Regions from separate parts of the Pan troglodytes genome. Here region 1 is linked to region 2. The links are chromatin contacts, called in public Hi-C maps. All regions are on one chromosome and are shown on one strand. The core of a region is the stretch at or near the end of the contact, and the rest is flanking DNA. Distances in the headings are between cores, read along the strand shown. Region 1 overlaps AGAP1 (ArfGAP with GTPase domain, ankyrin repeat and PH domain 1). Region 2 overlaps AGAP1 (ArfGAP with GTPase domain, ankyrin repeat and PH domain 1).

Region 1 (5,923 bases), core at 1,138-3,637, 160 kb after region 2:
TCCCTGCAACCTCTGCCTCCTGGGTTCAAGCGATTTCCCTACCTCAGCCTCCCAGGTAGCTGGGATTACAGGTGCACACCACCACGCCCAGCTAATTTTTTTTGTATTTTTATAAATATAAAAAAGATTTCACCATGTTGGCCAGGCTGGTCTCAAACTCCTGACCTCAGGTGATCCACCCGCCTTGGCCTCCCAAAGTGCTGGGATTACAAGCATGAGCCACCACACTCGGCCTGATTTAATATCTTAAGTCACCTTTGCCTGACACCTTGCCTGACAAGAAAAACTACCAAGAAATATCTAATATTTTCCTTTTGTTTGGGAATAAGAATCTACTCACAATGGACACTTGCTGGCTTGTTTTAAAACCAAGCTTGCTTCTCACTGGCCTGTTTAAGTGGAAATGAAGTCTCAGTGTGGGGTCCGATGCTTCCTATGGCTGCATGGAGGAAAGGAGTCTGGGCCTGAATCTCCCGTGTTCCTCATGCTTGGGTAGAACTAAAGCCTCTTGTTCTGTGATGTGGCAGTTCCCATTCTCAGAGGATAAAGTATGTGTGAGTGATGCCACCTCAACCCTTAGCCAGGTGCAGGCGTAACAAGGGAGACCCACCTGTTCAATATAGTGAGACCCCCATCTTTACCATAAATGAAAAAAACATTAGCCAAGCATGGTGGCTCACGCCGGTAATCCCAGCACTTTAGGAGGCCAAGATGGGAGAATCATCTGAGGTGAGGCGTTCGAGACCAGCCTGGGCAACATGGCAAGACCCTCCTCTCTACAAAAAAATTTAAAAATTAGCCAGGGGTGGTGACATGTGCCTGTGGTCCCAGCTATTCAGGAGGCAGGAGGATCACTTGAGCCCAGGAGTTCAAGGCTGTAGTGAGCTATGATCTTGCCACTGCACTCTAGCCTGTCTGTGTGGTGGTGTGTTCATACACAATAGACATCGCCAGTGTTCTGTTGGCAGGAATTGCTATCGTTGGTCCTTAAGGAAAAACACAGGAAGGATGCAGGTGCTCAGAGGACCTTCTGGGGTCTTTTTTCCTGCTGGATCAATGTTCCTGCCCTACAGACAGACCATACTTGTCCTTCCTCGACTAGCAGATAAGGGTCAAGTTCTCATCTCTTTTACAGTTCCACGTTTAACCTTCAGCTTTTAAAACGAGAGAAATAGGGTCCCCAGTGAGTTCAGCTGGAGTGTCCCAGGCAAAGGGATGCGTGCAGAATTTTCAGTTCCTAGAAGCTGAGCATCATGGCAAATCTTAGCTTAGAAACCATTCTACCATGACATTCTCAGATGAGAATTTGAGTCTCATGCTAAAAATATAAAAGTATTAATAAGACGTTACTATCTTGGTAATTGCTTCTTCTTACATGTATCTGTCAGTCAGCTGGCTACCAGAAAATAGCCTTTGATGTACCCACGGAGGGGCTCTTGGTGGACTCCCGGGGTGGGCATGCTCAGGCCTGGGCAGTACCAGTGGTTGGCCAGTTTCTACCATCAGCAGACGCGGTTCTGCTAAGATACTGCAAACGTGATTACTGGCTGTCAGGTTCTGTTATTTGGAAAGCCAGCCTGTGTAGCAGATGGCTCTGCTGACTGGCTACCAGAAGTTTCCTTTAAATAAGGCTTATCAGCTCTAGCAACACTTGGAAATACTATTCTCAAGGAGAATGTTTGATTTATAGGTAGCTAGAAATGACCCGGGACAGAGGAGTCGTGAGACGGTGGCCAAAGCATCTCATAAACTTGGAACTAAGGGAGCGAAGCCAGCTGCTGAGGGTGATGAATGGGGGATAGCTAGGGCTGGCACCTTTCCTGAACTCTCCTCTGCAGTCTTCCTCTCTCGGGCAGCATTAGTCCCTGCAGCACGGAGGCATTACCCGGCTGCTGTTTGGTTTTGAGGTAGCAGTGAAATCAACTACATGCTTTAAAAAAAAAAAATTGGTGATATGCTCCATGGCATGAAAAAATTCAAGAAATGGCAGTCTAGTGTTTAAAAAGCCACAGGAAAATAAAGCATAATGCCACCTGAACATATATAGTATTGTGATTTTTTTTTTTCTCTTCAAAAAAGGCTGGTGTGGCTTTGTAGAAGGGGATTTAGATTTTGGAGTGACATGTCGGGAGCATGTGTCTTCTTTGCATCGGGAGAGCCCATCTCTCTAAGGCAGTGGGGAAAGGCAATTCTCTGTGACCAGGTTTTTCAGCACCCACAGTTGCACTTGACATGGCATCATTATGACTGGTGTGGAAAATAAGTGCTTCCTTCTGAGGTGGAAATGCTGAAAGATCACAAACACACTGGCTATGGCTGGAAGAGGTTCCCTGGAAGAGTCAGTGTCATCTAAGGTGGATGGAATGGATTCTTCTACTCCGCAGCCTGCATCTCGTATGGCAAAGTGCAAAACCTGGGATGGATTCTCGACAAAGGTACAGTATTTGGGAGACACAAACAGTCCAGTATTTTAGCCCTGAAGGAATACTACCTTATTTTTTACTTTGGGCTCTATGAATGCTTCAGATAACAAGCCAGATAGATTTACATACCTTAATTATGGACAAACTACTTTCATATTAAAGTTCATCTCAGTATGTGAACATTGCCATGGTCTCAAACAGTGAGAATTGACCTCCCCCTCCCACACCTGGCTAAGTTAGGAGCCCAGGGTTCTGGTCCCACCCTTGACAGTAGCAGAGATCTCTATCTTTCCACGTTGCTGTTTGTTTCTCAGCTTACAGACCTGGGTGACCTTTAAGTCTGTACAGCTGCAGTGATAAAATTTTAGACTTTGCCAAATTTTAGTGGTGTTCATCATTAAAGAGGCGGGATGGCCCTGTAGCTGTCTCTGGGATTATCGCGAAGCTTTTCTCTCCCTCGCTGTCTTTCTGTGGTAAAATCACGTAGCCTTAGCATTTTTCGGGAGTTGGGTCAATTCTTTGAGGACAGAACCCCTGCGTTGTCACTGTGTAGCATTGCAGTAGGTACTCAATATATATTCGATGAATAAATGAACCAATAGAAAACCGAGTAAGTCTGTGAAAGTTTGCTAAAAATGCTACCTGGAAATGTCAAGGTAACATTTACATTTGATTTGTGTGGAGTTCAGTAATATTCACATGTTTACTTTGGTCTTTGTTATCAACAAAGCAGAATGCTGATGCTTACTAAGACAAAAAAAAAAAAAAAAATGAGCACAGGCAGTGTGACCCCCAAACCCCAGATTTCACCCTTACTGAGGAGCTGTGTAGCCCTGGGGAAGTGCCCTCTGTCTCCGAGCCTCTGCATCTCCCTAACCAGATGGGCGCTAGGCTGTCATTCTGAACCATTCTGACAGATGAATCCCGCCTGGCTGCTACTCTAGAAGTTGGGGGTTCTTGGTTCTTATCAAAGAGGGCTTCTTTAGCCTGGCGTGGTGGCTCACGCCTGTAATCCCAGCACTCTGGGAGGCTGAGGTGGGCGGATCATGAGGTCAGGAGTTCGAGACCAGCATGACCAACATGGTGAAACCCCATCTCTACTAAAAATACAAAAATTAGCTGGGACTGGTGGCGCGCACCTGTAATCCCAGCTACTCAGGAGGCTGAGACAGGAGAATCACTTGAACCCAGGAGGTGGAGGTTGCAGGAGCCAAGATCGTGCCATTGAGCTCCGGACTGGGCAAGAGCGAGTGAGCCTCTGTCTCAAAAAAAAAAAAAAAAAAAAAAAAAGGCTTCTTTATTGAAACTCAAAAGGTAAAATGATTCTGTCTTGGAGACCCCTCCTTACAATGAGGATGTAATCAGAGGTACCACATCCAGAGCCCTTAGAGTTTGAGTAGCAGGTAGGCTGAGGTGTGACCCTGTGATGGTGAAAATCATGTTAAGGTTGAGGCCACAGAGGGTGCTCAGGTGTATTTTAAAGTATCCTTTCAAGATAAATAAAGTGAATCACCTAGCAGTCACTCTGACTTATTTCATTAAATCTGAATATTAAATTTAATGCTGTCATAAAATCTAGATTTCCTAGGCTATAACTTCTATAACTTCCTTCAAAAGAGAGCTTGCCCAATTCAGTTTTATGCCACTTCCAGTGTCGTGAACACAATAGGTACCCCCACAATAAGATTAAAGTAGGGAAAGCTGGCACCTGACAATCCCTGCCTGCAAATAGCAAATCCCAAAGTTATGCTTCCACCTGGCCTGGCCACCAGCACCTTGCCCAGAAACAGCCTGTAGCAAGCTGTGGCATTTCTAGGCCTGGAGAAGGTCGTGTAAGCATGTGGTGTGATTAGGGGACATTGTATTTTTCCTTCTGAAACTTTTCATCAAGGAAACTCTGAAACAATACATCTGTGTTTAAGACAGCTTGAGGAACTGATAAGTTGATCACCTATGTCTAAATATTGTGGCCTCCGATAACATCCTAGACCAGTATCTATCAGCCCACCAGGTAGGAAATGGGGGATTTGATGGAAGAGAAGTTCAGTTTTCATTATTAATGGTGAATATTTAGCATGTACACAGAATGCCTGGCACATAGGATTTTAACCAATTTAATCTTCACAGGAATGCTCAAAGTTTAGGAGCTTTTATCGGCACCCCTGTTTTACAGGTGGAAAAGCAAGTGGTTTGTCAGTGAATAAGCCTGGCTTGCGGGCAGGCACGTCTGTCTTCTTGCTCTTAACCGCAGTATTCTCCTGTCTGTTGTCATGGGGAGCAAGTGCTTACCTGTAAGGAATCTTTCCCCACACATTGGTAAAATAACCCTACAAGATTATTTTAGAAGTTTTGCGCAGAGGCAGTATCGTAGCCATGGAGGTTTATCTGGGGTGAGGTTATTGATAATTGAAAATGAAAACAATAAAGACAGAATTATGTTAGGAGACAGACTGTGGCCCTTCATTGGGATGGCATTGGTGTACACAGCACCCTCACAGTCACATCTCTTTGTTCTCGTCTTCCTGGAAGCCCACTTGTTCCTAGGTGAGGTTGGCGGTAACAGGTACCAAAGACTGTTTTTTAAACAAGTCACATGAGTTGCATCTTCGAGGCTGCATGGTTAGGAAAGATGCCTCATATAAACGCGCAGCAGGTGAGACATGCCCCTCGTTTTGTTCTTGCAGGCCAAGCCCCAGAGTGTGCGTGGTTTTAGGGTGCAGGCTGGTGCTGGGCTAGGCCCCTCGGAGGCTCCGGTCCGCGCTGCGCCGATCCATCCCGGCGCTTGGGCCTGCACGCCGCCGCGCTCGCCGCCGCCGCCGCCGCGCTCCCGGGACTCGGCCAGCCCGGCTGGGCGCGCGGCCCGCGGTCCCTGCACGTCGGCCCCCGTCGCCCGCCCCGCCCCGGCGCGCGTTTCCATTTTAAACCGCCGCCCGCCGCCCGCCACCCTTCGGCCGCAGCCGGTGCAGCTGTCCGCGCGTCCCGGAGCCCAGGGAGTGGCGGAGGCTGCGGAACCGCCGAGCTGTGCAGCCGGAGCGGGAGGATGCGCACTGGCCCCGCGTCGTAGACAATGAAGCCGCGGGCGCCGCCGCCCGCCCTGGGCCCTGCGCACCGCGGCCGCACCTGCCGGCGAGAGCGCTCTAGTGCCTGACCGGCCGCCTCGCCTGGCCCCGCCGGCCCATGGCTCGGCGCCCCGGGCCCGGACCCCGGCACTCGGGCGGCGCGGCGCACGGGCCGGCGGGTGCCAGGGGCGCCGTCCCCGCAGCCTGAGTGCGGCCCTCGCGGTCAGCGGGGGGCGTGGGCCACACTCCCGGCCCGCCTGCCCTCCCCGCTTAGCCCGGCGCCCTCCCGGCCCGCGGGCTCGCTGGATGCGGCGGGGCCCCAGCGCGCGGGCGACATGTACTTGTTGGACGGCAGTGGCGAGCCCGCGTCGCCACCCGCGGACGCGATGCCGCGCGGGACGCCCCCTAGAAAGACTGTCTACCGCATCTCCGTGACCATGG
Region 2 (5,655 bases), core at 3,073-5,572:
CTCAGAACCCCGAACACACATTCAGGTGCACCTGCCATGCGGGGCCATTCTCAGGGTGTGCTTCAGTTATTGCTGTCAGGGGCATCTGTCAGTGGGCTGCGTTTCTGCGACATGGTGGCATGTCGGATGGACATTGCCAAGAGAATCTGGTTAGGAGGTAGAGGCAGCTGATATCCATTTCCTTCTAGACTCATTCTGTGGTTTTGTGGATTTTCCTTCTTGTCTTTCCGAGATTGTTGCTTTTTAATGTAGTCTTATGTATATTTAGATTGGGTTCTTCAGTATTCACTTATTATATGATAATTTGGCAGATGACACATTTTGTTACCAATATTTCCAAGCTGAAAGCGCGTTTCTGTAAAAGACAGGAGCTAGATGTTACTAGTAGCTTAAAAGAGCTGTTGGAAGAGCCTGAAGGAAGTGACTCAGAAGGGAGAGAAGCAGTGGGGGCAGCTGCAGGAACCTTCAAAACAAAACCTGCAGCCCTGTTGCTACCACCTCTTGTTTTTTGCCTAAACCAGGCGTTTTATTTTGTTAAGACGAAAATCCCTTATTTTGCATCCGTTTTTCCCCCTGTATACCCTGCAGGTGTTTATAGTTTGTGAGTCTCACTCTGGCTTGTTTTAACCACTGATTTCGTTTCGTCTTATGTTTCTCTACACTCTAGCAAACCTGTGTCCCCCTCCCCGCCCCCATCCCAATCCTCCAGCCTTCACGTCCTTAGCTTAAGTGATTGAGTCTGGCAAAGCGGATGAGGCTTAGCTATTTTTAAAATCCAGGGTTTGAGGTTCTGATCTGGTGCTTAGCTACATAATTCCTTCCCTTTGTTAAGTACCTTTCTCCGAGAAACAAAATGCACTCTACAGATGTTAATCTCTAATCTTTGCAGCATCTGTTATTTTTATTCAGGGGTACAAGTGCTTTGTGTGTGCTGCGGTGAGCCCTGGCCTTCTGGAAGCTCTGTGCTTCTAAGGGGCTGAGGGGGATTTGGGGGTCCCTTTTCATAGTGTGGGCTGTCTTTCCCAAGATGCAGTGATGACCCGTCAGAGGCAGGGCTGGTATTGTCCGTGGGGTCCAGTCCCTCTATCTTCCAGGGCTTTTCTGGTCACAAGAGACCATGGCCAGAAGTGGGTATCGTGCTTGTGTCTGGGGCCTGGGGAGGGAAAACAAATACCACCCCCTGCAGAAGAGATCGTTAATGGATTCTTTGAATAATCAGCCAGATAGCTTGTTTGTGTGCGAGGTTGGGACATTTTCCGTAAAGAGCAGACTAAATATAGGCTCGAGGGTGGGGACCAGGGCCCGAGAGGGGGCTGCCACTGCTTGCTCCAGTATTGTTTCTTCCATTGGTAACCAGAACTTGCCACCAGTCCCGAACAGGTGGCCACCCTGAGCTCTCTGGGAACAGATTGGTGTTTTTGTTTAACCAGGGGCTCATTTGCAAATTTCACACTTCTCCCGCTGTTTGATGGGGATTGTCTTTTTTTGGGCTGCAGTGTTGGAGTATTTGTACAGTGTTTCTACACAAGCAACTGTCTAATCTTTAAAACTGCTCATGCCGTCTGGTTGTCATTAGCATCATGGTTAGAAGCTTTTTATTTGCTTTTTTTTTTTTTTTTTTTTAAGGGTGGGAAAACACTTTTCATGGTTCTGGGAGAAGAATTTCAAATAATGTCCATGTTCACAAATGATTTATGTTTGGTCTTGGAGAAATGTCAGCATTCAACAGGCTCTAGTAAATACAACCATGTTGATTTCCAGCTTAGGACGAAGCTACTGTTACCCTCTTCTCACTCAGATAATAGTCTGAAAGGCAGAACCGTATCTTTAGAAAGTGCATTTAGCTTCAATTCAATAAGTTTTAGTTTTAGCCAATAGTGACTTGTAGTATTGAGGATACTTGAAAGAAAGAAGTTAAACATTTTTTTAAAAATTTATGAACGCCTGCAACAAATAGCCACAAGACCTACCCTTTTTTCAGGAAAGAGTTTTCACTTCTTAAATGTCACCTTGGGGGCATGCCCACTGTGTGATGGTACCCTTCAGCAGGATTGGTATTGTCGGAAGTGCTGGCTAGCTTATGTAATGAAAAAGAAATTGATTTGGAAAGAGCTGATTGCCCTGAACTTCCATCCTGTTTGTGCATTGAGCTGCCCTTTTCAGTGGGGGAGAATCCAGCATATTTTCCAGGGAGGGTGTTTCCGGAAGCCTGTCTGCACCCCCTTTGTTGTTGTTTTCGAAGGTCTGGGGTGCTGCTGTGAGCCGGGATCGAGTATCTGCTCCTGTTCTGACGAGACTGCTCCTGCTGGAAGTTCAGCCTGGTGAACCTGATTTGGGAGGGGATGGTGTGATTGGCGGGGAACAGCATTGTGTTAATTTTAGCTTCAACAATCAAGCCTGGGTCTCTGAGTGTCCATGTAGTACTTGAAGTTTGGGTTTGGAATTGGTGGGATTGAGACCACTTCAAACTCTTTTATTTCTTGGAACTTGTTAGTATTTATTTATTTTTTGAGACAGGGTCTCACTCTGTTGCTTAGGCTGAAGTGCAGTGGCACTATTGGGGCTCATTTGTAGCCTCAACCTCCCAGACTCAAGTAATCCTCCCACCTCAGCCCCCGCCAAGTAGCTGGGACTCCAGATGTGCACCATGCCTGGCTAATTCATTGGATTTTTCAGTAGAGACAGGGTTTCACCATGTTGCCTGGGCTGGTCTTGACATTCTGGACTCAAGCAATCCACCTGCCTGAGCCTCCCAGAGTGCTGGGATTACAGGCATGAGCCACTGTGCCTGGCCTAGTTTTTAATTTTTGAGACAGTCTCTGTCAATCAGGCTGAAGTACAGTGGCACGATCGTGGCTCACTGAAGCCTTGCTTTCCTGAAGCGATCCTCCTGCCTTGGCCTCCCAAATAGCTGGGACCACAGGCACGCACCACCATGCCTGACTAATTTTTTTATTTTTTTTGTAGAGATGGGGTCTCGCTGTGTTGCCTTGGCCTCCCTAAGTCTTAGGATTACAGGCTTGAGCCACTGCGCCCAGCCTCGAACTCTTTTTTTTTTGACACATAACATAGAGAAAGGTGCCCGAGTCATAAAGGAGAAAGTTTTCACAAACTGATCACATGTGGGACCAGCATCCAGTTCAGTGGCCAGCACAGACTCATCTGTCGTGAGGGTCGTTAGAAATTGTAGCCCCCATTTATTGGTCTCTTCTGCCTGTGATATGTGCTTGAGTGGTTGCCTGTTTTGGGGGCTGTCAGTGTTTGAGTGGCTGCCTGTTTCGGGGGCTGTCAGTGTTTGAGTGGCTGCCTGTTTCGGGGGCTGTCAGTGTGTGACTGGCTGCCTGTTTCGGGGGCTGTCAGTGTGTGAGTGGCTGCCTGTTTCGGGGGCTGTCAGTGTGTGAGTGGCTGCCTGTTTCGGGGGCTGTCAGTGTTTGAGTGGCTGCCTGTTTCGGGGGCTGTCAGTGTGTGAGTGGCTGCCTGTTTCGGGGGCTGTCAGTGTTTGAGTGGCTGCCTGTTTCGGGGGCTGTCAGTGTTTGAGTGGCTGCCTGTTTTGGGGCTGTCATGAATAGCACCACTGTGCAGATTCTCACTTGCCTTTTGGTGCCCATATGGCCTCATTTCTGTCGGGTGTGTGCTGGGCTGTGTCTTTCTCTCTGTGGGTTGGACGTAGCTGCTCGTGAAGCCGCTCCTTCAGCCCAGCAGCCCCTACCTGGGAAACCTTTCAGTGCTTTCAAGGTTCATTTTATGACACTCAGGATGGCCGTTTGTCTCCTTTTGCTGATTTTCATTCTTTCAGTTGTTTGTTCATAAACAAATGTTTGCATGGCTAATGCATTTCCAGCACTTAGAGATTAGGTTTTTAAACTTTTGGATTGTCTGCAGGCTATTAATTCCTTGTTAGTTGAATAATGACGGCTGTGTGCATGGAGCTGTGTGAGCGAAATCCCTCACCAGGAAGAGGGCGCAGTTCCTCTGGGACTGGAACAGGGGCCCCTTTGGCTCTCCTTGGCTCCTGGCAGAAGTCAGTTGTCAACTGGGGGACTCTTTCTGGCTGAGCCCCAAGCAGCCTCAATCCATCTCTGTGCTGGGTTTTAGATAACCCGCTGGATCTGTGTTGGTCTTTGAAAGGGAATTCACTCTGTATGTTTGGCCTAAACTGTGTTATGGCCTTCATAGTTACGTATTAGCATTATTCAGTTTTTGTTGTTTGTAGCAATTATGCTGAAGACACAAAAGAAGAAAAAAAGCTAAGTGTTGCCAACTCAAGGAGTAATTTTCTTTGTTCCAGCGCTGTGTCCTGGGAGCTGCCCATCCCCCTCCACAAAGGCCAGTGCTAAACAAGGCCAGAGCCAGGAAGGACACGCGGGGCCATGGATTGAGTGAGGGCAGTGTGTGCGTGTGTGGATTTCTCTGGTGGCTTTGCAATGGCAAATATTTATTTTGAGGGATGGTGGTGGGAGGACCAAGTTTATACTCACTTTGTTTAGTAGGGGAAGTGGCTAATGTGAGAATCAATAGACAAGATTTTATCAAGCCCCTGCACTGGGCAGAGTGCAGTTTTTGAAGCTGGGAGAACAGGCAGATATGTGGGACACTCAGGGCCCTTCAGATCTCCCCCAGGAGCCACTGATACAGGTAGAGATCACAGCCACACAAGGCTGTGTGGGAGGGGCCTGGGAGATGGGGCGGAGTCCAGGGAGAGATCCTGGAAGCCAGGTAGCAGTCAGGAGGGCTTTCCAGGCTAGTGGGTACTAGGATTGGAGCATCCAGAACAGAGTCTCTTCAGCCTGGGAAGAGCGGGGTAGGCGGCCGAATGATAAGTGATCCTTGACAGCCCCCGAGAGCAGGCTGGGAGACCTTTTGTTGGACGGTCTACTACTGATTATGGATCCTGCTTGGAGAGGGGAGTGCTTTTTTTAAAATTCTTTTCTTTCTTTTTTTTTTTTTTTTAAGACGGAATCTCGCTCTGTCGCCCAGGCTGGAGTGCAGTGGTGTGATCTCAGCTCACTGCAGCCTTTGCCTCCCAGGTTCAAGCGATTCGCCTGCCTCAGCCTCCTGAGTAGCTGGGACTACAGGCATGCACCACCACACCCAACTAATTTTTATGTTTTTAGTAGAGATAGGGTTTCACCACGTTGGCCAGGCCGGTCTCGAACTCCTGACCTCAGGTGATTTGCCAACCTTGGCCTCCCAAAGTGCTGGGATTACAGGTGTGAGCCACTGCGCCTGGCCGGGAGTGCTTTGATACCCAGCTGTTACCACGCGAGATGGAGATGCTGGTGACCGGGGGTCTGGGCTGTGGGAACAGCATCAGGACTGTTTTAAGGGAGGGAGCTCATTGCAGTCAGCGTTTCCAGAAACGTGTGTTTAGAAGGCCCATTTTTCCATGGTTACTGTTACCTTGGCTCTTGTTACATAACTCTTGTTAGATCCAGATACTGAGGGTTTTTTTAATTTTTATTTTATTTTTTAATTTTTTTTTTTCTTTGAGTCAGAGTCTTGTTCTGTCACCCAGGCTGAAGTGCAGTGGTACAATCTCAGCTCACTGCACTCCCTGCCTCCTGGGTTCGAGTGATTCTCCTGCCTCAGCCTCCGGAGTAGCTGGGATTACAGGTATCTGCCGCCATGCCCGGCTAAATTTTTGTATTTTTAGTA

What was found. A called contact is a pair of places that touch in the nucleus more often than the background predicts.
Region 1: a contact with region 2 is called in a Hi-C map of stem cell-derived neural progenitor cells, with 2.1 times the contacts expected there. The contact joins two enhancer-like sites. A contact is called at or near these places in 1 of 7 Hi-C or Micro-C datasets (stem cell-derived neural progenitor cells) and 1 of 1 datasets of contacts at active chromatin or transcription factors (stem cell-derived excitatory neurons).

The regions. Positions count from the first base shown.
Region 1 is chr13:137,840,469-137,846,391 of NHGRI_mPanTro3-v2.0_pri, forward strand. All of the region lies in intron 1 of AGAP1 (ArfGAP with GTPase domain, ankyrin repeat and PH domain 1), which reads left to right. Among named protein-coding and RNA genes, the nearest start is that of AGAP1, 180 kb to the left of the region's middle. Within about 2 kb of position 2,388, at least 6 of the 24 cell types and tissues checked have an H3K27ac peak or open chromatin away from gene starts, as enhancers often do. A contact at or near this core is called in stem cell-derived neural progenitor cells, where this site is marked.
Region 2 is chr13:137,673,884-137,679,538 of NHGRI_mPanTro3-v2.0_pri, forward strand. The region is part of intron 1 of AGAP1 (ArfGAP with GTPase domain, ankyrin repeat and PH domain 1); the gene reads left to right. It overlaps LOC134808022 (a long non-coding RNA gene), which reads left to right. Exons shown (of 2, transcript XR_010149942.1): 1 at 1-4,635. Among named protein-coding and RNA genes, the nearest start is that of AGAP1, 9.3 kb to the left of the region's middle. Within about 2 kb of position 4,323, at least 8 of the 24 cell types and tissues checked have an H3K27ac peak or open chromatin away from gene starts, as enhancers often do. A contact at or near this core is called in stem cell-derived neural progenitor cells, where this site is marked.